Regions from separate parts of the Gossypium hirsutum genome. Here region 2 is linked to region 1. The links are chromatin contacts, called in public Hi-C maps. All regions are on one chromosome and are shown on one strand. The core of a region is the stretch at or near the end of the contact, and the rest is flanking DNA. Distances in the headings are between cores, read along the strand shown. Region 1 holds the start of LOC107928231 (momilactone A synthase). Region 2 holds the start of LOC107928143 (peptidyl-prolyl cis-trans isomerase CYP18-2).

What was found. Hi-C and Micro-C count contacts between places; a contact is called where the count stands out from the background.
Region 2: a Hi-C map of leaf shows a contact between it and region 1, with 3 times the contacts expected there. The contact joins the promoter of LOC107928143 here to the promoter of LOC107928231 in region 1. A contact is called at or near these places in 2 of 34 Hi-C or Micro-C datasets (both in leaf).

Annotation. Positions count from the first base shown.
Region 1 is chrD01:62,131,664-62,135,033 of Gossypium_hirsutum_v2.1, forward strand. LOC107928231 (momilactone A synthase) reads right to left here and starts at 1,292. Exons shown (of 2, transcript XM_016859420.2): 1 at 1,119-1,292; 2 at 1-898. The coding sequence starts at 1,147. The coding sequence ends at 82.
Region 2 is chrD01:62,308,250-62,311,634 of Gossypium_hirsutum_v2.1, forward strand. It overlaps LOC107928143 (peptidyl-prolyl cis-trans isomerase CYP18-2), which reads left to right and starts at 1,661. Exons shown (of 6, transcript XM_016859329.2): 1 at 1,661-1,825; 2 at 1,946-2,041; 3 at 2,129-2,190; 4 at 2,423-2,556; 5 at 3,241-3,325. The coding sequence starts at 1,754.

The DNA of each region.
Region 1 (3,370 bases), core at 42-2,541:
GACCGACAATACAATTTATTACAGGTACTTTAATTTTGGGTAATTTTTATTTTCCCTATTGAAGAAAATATTGTTCAAAGCTTAAAATAGAGGACTTGTTGATTTATCCAAAAGTGCTGCAAATCCCATCTTCCATGACTGATTGCTGAGACTATACCCTCCATCGACAGGCACGTTAACACCACTGATGAATTTAGCCTCATCGCTTGCCAAATACAGTGCTGCATGTGCAAAATCTTCAGGTTCCAATACGGTGCCTTTCAACACAGCTGAAGCCGCAATCATCTCCTCTCCCTTCTTCTTATCGAGCAACCCCAGTGTTGTTTGGAACAATGGGGTCACAGTTGCGTGAGGTGAAATGCAATTAACTCTAATTCCATGCTCACCTAACTCCACGGCCAAGCTCTTCGTCAACCCTACGACGCCATGCTTCGATGCCTTGTATGCATGGGGCAGACCGATGCTGATTTTTGAAGAAATACTCGACGAGAAGAGAATGCAACCTTTCTTGGCCGGAACCATGACCTTGGCTGCATACTTGGCTCCCAAGAATCCACCCAAGACATTGATATCGAACACTCTCTTGAAGTTGTCAGTGCTGGCGTCTGTCACTCTGACTTCACCATCACCAATAAGGCCTGCATTGTTGAACATGATATCGAGTTTTCCATACTTGGAGACCGCTAAGTTTACGGCATTTTCGACATCAGATTCGCATGTTACATCACAATGGACATAGCTGAAGTTTTCAGTTCCAAGCTCTTTGCAAAGGGAGTGGCCCAATTCGTCTTGAATATCAGCAATCAGAACCTTGGCTCCATGTTTGAGAAATAGCCTGGCTGAACACTCTCCTAAACCACTGGCACCACCAGTTATCAGTGCCACCTTACCATCTAGCCTGTATCAAACAAAGTAGAAAAAAAGTTTATATACTAAAATTCAGACCCAAACCTATAAGATATCATATCTTAAGGGACTAATTACATGAACTCAATTAAACTTGAATCCTCCTTATCAACATTGACAGGATGTAAAATCAACTCGACTTGCCAAATTGAAATATCTAAATCCAATATAGTGAAATATGAATTTACGGAATATTGCAAGGATTTAGTTACCTCTTGGTTACTAAAGACTCGGAAGCCATTGTAGTTTGTGAAGAAAATAGACCCTCGCCTTTGCCTTTTCTTTTGATTGCAATGCTTGGGATGCTGTGGTTTCACGTCCTGTTATTCTGCTCTTTATAACTTCAGGGATTGTTCTGAAAGATCAAAAACGGCGTCGACCTTGTTTGTATGCTTTCATTTTAAAAATAATATATTTACTATAAACAATAATATTGCGTCCAAAAATTGAACTCCTCCATGTTTGCTACTTTCTAGTCTATTGGGACAAAATATTTTTCCATTATTTTTGCTTTGACTTGGAATATGTCGGGACTTGTCAGTATGGGCGTAACTTTTTATAATATATTTTACTACATGTGTGTAGAATTTAAAATATTTCATTGTATTTTTATTTTTAGAATTTTAATTTATTTACTTTTTCAAATTTTAAAGTTTAGAATCAATCGTTAACCCTGTTAATTTTTTTGTTAAATTTAAGTTTATTAGAACGTAATTATTTTTACTTACACGGATATTAAGTGAGTATTTTTTTTATTTCAAATATCGCACCAACAAGTTGAATCAAAAATATTGATAGTATTAACAAACGGAGTTTAATTTTCAATCTGAAAAATAAAGAGATTAAATTTTTAAAAATTAAAGTATAAGAAATAATTAAATTTCAAAATTCTAAAAAATATAGGGACTTATGTAATATTTTAACCTATTTTTTTAAACATTTTTTTGTTATTGGAAAAAAGTCAAAGGAATATTAAAAATGGATTTAAATATTGAATATTAAATTCTAAAATATAATTTCAAAAGATCATACAACAATTTAATTCAAAGGCTAACTCTATTTTTTTTATATAAAATGAAAATTAAAAACCAGGCTTAACCTTTACCTACTCAATTAAGCACGAAAAACATTTCACAATAAGTCTGTCGCCATAGCCCCACTTATCGTTGGCTTTGATATAATCTCGATATGATCAACTGAACTTGATTGAAGAGAAGAGGTTGAAAGCTATCCGTCATGGTCAGATGTACCAAAAACAAATGATGCGAGCTTATGACAAAAGGGTTCGCTCTAGAGAATTCCATGAGGGGGACCTGGTATTGAAAAAGATCCTTCCCATACAAAAGAACTTCAGAGGAAAGTGGATGCCAAATTGGGAAAGACCTTATATGGCAAAAAAGGCCTTTTCTAGAGGAGTGCTGATTTTGACCAAGATGGATGGCAAAAACCTGCCTGACCCTGTGAATTCGGATTCAGTCAAGAAATACTTCACCTAAAAAAAAGGGAGAGGCCAAGGCAAAAACTCGCAAAAGGGCGTATTGAGACCAAAGGGGTTTTGAGTTGAAAACCTAGGAAAGGGCAACTCAGATTTAGATCGAAGATTGAACATGTGGTAATCGCGTCCTCTCAGAAGAAGAAACGTTACATCTTGAGGCATCAACAATGTACTCTAGATTTTCTAAACACATATCAAGCTTAAAATGGTCCCCGAGAAGTTTGTGCAGAGAAGTTTATGCTATGATATGTGGGGCACCTATTTTCATTTTATTCATTTTGTATTTTAGCAATGTTTGCTGTTTTGATTAATCTATTCATTTTGAGCGTTGCTCCAATAAATTTCTATCTTGTCCATTGTTACAACATTTTTCAAGCATTCTTACATTGAAATAACGATTAATGGACTAACAATATTCTAGTAAAAGGATTTCTTCCTATTGTTCTAAAAGGTTTTCTAAATAGTGTAAGGACCTGAAACATGACCAATAGTCAAAACTAACCAAATCTAAGGGTTGGAAATATTTGAGAACGAATAGTTTGAATTGTGTTTATTTCTTTTAAATTCCTGTTAAAGATGCCAGATTTGAACAAGAAAGCAGGGTAACACATCAGTGATAGAACCTTGACGAAAAACGAGCCATATCAACTTAAGCATTAAAAAGGGACTCATGACATTCTGCATGCACACAAATATCATTCATATACATTTAGTTAGGAGCATTTGATTCATTCTGGTCATAACATCCTAATCGCTTGGCATAAAAAGGCTTATGAAATGGATCCTACAGGTCATGTTTCCCAAAGAACAGTGTAAAAGATCAGTGAAACCACAAATCCTATACCTCTGAAGTTGTAGTGGGTCAGATTGAAATCACCACAGTAAATCTTTTCTCCCTAAAGTTGCAGTAGAGCAGATCGAAGCTACAAATCCTGTACCCCCTGAAATTGCAGTGGGTGGGATCTACCA
Region 2 (3,385 bases), core at 411-2,910, 180 kb after region 1:
CATTTTTTGGGTTTATATTTTTACCCCCACTTTTCAAGAAGGTCTTCGAACCCGAGCAGGTGGCCTAACCCACAATCAAGTCTACTAGCAACAATTACACGAAAAATTTAAGTAAAAGCACTCTCAAATATTTACATGACAAAGCATAGGCGCTACCTAAAGGTGATCATGGGTTGGGATACCCGGCTCGGCCCAACGACCCGGCCGAAAAATGGGAGGATTCGGGTAAAAATATAGACCCGAAATATGGGTTTTGGCAAACAAACGAGGCCCGTTTAGAAAACGGGTCAAGCCTCAGGTAAGACTTTTTTAGCTTGGGCCCGGCCTGGCCCGACCCGAATTATATATTAAATATATATGTTTATTTTTAATCAAATATACTTTTTATTAAATATATATATTTTTTGGACTTTTAATCTGAATTATATATTAAATATATATTTTATTCTTAATCAAATATGGTTCGGGCCGGGCCCAGTACAAACAATTTTCTTTAGGGTTAGGCTGGGCCAAGCAATTTTCTTTCGGGCCGGGCTTGGACAAAATTTTAGGCCCATATTTTGGGCCGAGCCCTGGCCTAAAAAATGGGTCTAAAATTTTGTCTGGGCCCGACTGAACCCGGCCCAGCCCATGATCACCTCTAGTGCTACCTATTTATAGATAAAATATGACAATTTCTTGAGTAATTAAAACAACATTTAATTTAAGCATTATCTAAGATAAAAGCCTTCCATTTTGAATTTCTAATGAAAAACATTAAACCCTAAACCTTAAATCCTAATTCGGCTAAAATCTATCAGCAACCTTGAAAGATAAATAAAAACACAACTTGTATTGAATTGCTTGAAATGTATATATACATTTGGATATATCTCAAAACTATACATGAATTATGATTTAACGTGTAATTGTATACATAGACTTTTATTTTGTACAATTTTATATATAAAATTTTGATTTGATCAAATTCTTGTAAATTATTAACACAATTATTAATATAACATCATTTTATGTTTATACATTGCATACATGAATAATTATATTTATCCAATTTAAAAATAAATTGATATATTTGTTTCTTTAGATGTGCATGATTAAATTAAAATTAAAATTTCAAGTATACATTTGAACCACAATTAGATTTTTACATGTATAATTGTACCAAATTAAAATTCATATATACAATTACACCTTAAAACAAAGTTCATGTATAATTTTAAAATTTATCCCTATTTTATTTATCTATTTACGTACATGATAATTATGATATTAACATTTAAACTAAGGCATAACATTAATAATACCGAATCAATTGATATTGCATTAAATTACAGCATTAAGTTCTAGTAATGTTTTTAGAAACAGGCGAATGATTGAATCCATCGAATTATTAATTTTTAATTTAATTAGCTTAACTTAAATAAATTATTATAAAATTATAAAAATATATATATATTTACATACAAGCTCGAGAAATTTTTTAACTTAATTCAACTGTTTCATAACGAGTCTCAATTTAATTTCGATTCTGAAAAACCTCGTAATTACAAACATTTGGATTTTTCTCTTGAGCACGAAAGATTGTTGAAAAGTCTCAGAACGAAGGCCCATTTCATAACTATCCAGGCCAAGCCCAAGGAATCCACTAAAGTTGCTTCCTTTTTTCTTTTTCTTTCTGCTCTTTCGAATTTCGTTGTCCTCTGAAACTGAAACCTTTGTCCGTAAAAAAAACCCTTGTTTTTCTCTTTGAAAGATGTGGGCAAGTTCAGAGGGAGGTGCACCAGAGGTTACTCTAGAAACCTCTATGGGTGCCTTCACTGTTGAGGTATACCTCAACTTCTTCTTTTTTTACTGACCTTGCTTCAATATATATTGGGTTTATAATCATTAGCTTAACCCTTGTTTCTACTCTCTTTTTTTTTGTGTGTTTTTACTGGATTTTCAGCTATATTACAAGCATGCACCCAGAACTTGTCGGAACTTCATTGAACTTTCCAGGAGAGGCTATTATGACAATGTCAAATTCCATAGAATTATCAAGGTTAGTTCTTTTTAAGTTTTCTCTCATTTGGTAATTTTTTTTCTAATATTAGCTTTCTTCAACCTGTATCTGATTGTTATGATGTAGGATTTTATAGTTCAGGGTGGAGATCCAACTGGGACTGGAAAAGGTGGAGAATCTATTTATGGGTATTCCCCCCCCCCCCAATCTTTTCATAATTAATGTGATACAATCTTATGCTTTTCTTGTTGATAATGGAACCTGGAACTTACACTGCAATTGTTTTATTAATATGGTTTAATACTGTTTTGGCATCTGTTTCTTCGATTATTGGCAGAACTGGTGTTGTTTTATTATAGGAACAAGTGGTTTCTATATCAGATTTTAATTACTGGTTTGTGTTTTCATGATTGATTTCAGTCCTGTATTCGATGATGAGATAAGGTCCGAGTTAAAACATACTGGAGCTGGTATTTTATCTATGGCTAATGCGGGTCCGAATTCAAATGGAAGTCAGTTCTTCATTACTTTATCTCCAGCGCCGTCATTAGATGGTAATGGTGTTATTCTTAATGATTACAATAAGAACTATGTTATTCTTCATAATTATATATTTGTTCAATCTTTTGTGACAACACTATTTCTTTTTTCATATTGAGATCCCTTTTGTTATCCGCTGCATGATGTTATGATATCCAACATGAATCGTCATCGCTAATGTTAATGTTATGGTTTTTCTTGTAGTTTCTATGATACCTTAGGAGTCATGACTGGTCTAAATTTATAAGTTCTATTAATGTGAAAGCTAAAAAGCTATTCAAGTTCTAAGGTAATGGTCACTGTTACTAGAAGCTAAATTTACCACACGGTAAATTGGTCGGCAAATATTGGGAGCAGGGCCTCAAATTGTTTTAGAAATGATTAACGTAACGGTTAGACTTCTGTGGAAAATTGTCCATGAACCAGGTTGGACTGGTGTCAAGGCCAATTAGTCCCTAAACTGATTTTGATGCTATTATCGTGCTTATTATATATACCTTTCTGAAGCCTTTTTGATAAATAGGTTGTTTCACATACGAAACATAGTAAGCAAATGAGAACTATGAGCTTGATTCTCTCCGTTATGCTGAATTTTTTGTATTTGCATAATGTAATATCGCATATTTTTCCTGATTTAGCTAAATGATCTCATCGGTTTCCTCACATGTAAATGCTTTGATTGGCAATTCTTTCAACAGGTAAACACACAATATTTGGGAGAGTATGTAGGGGAATGGAAATTATCAAGAGGCTTGGTAGTGTCCAAACCGACAACAATGACAGGTAAGTTGGCTCGGTTTAGTCTATCTACAAGTAACCTGTCAAACCTATGTAAAATTTTCA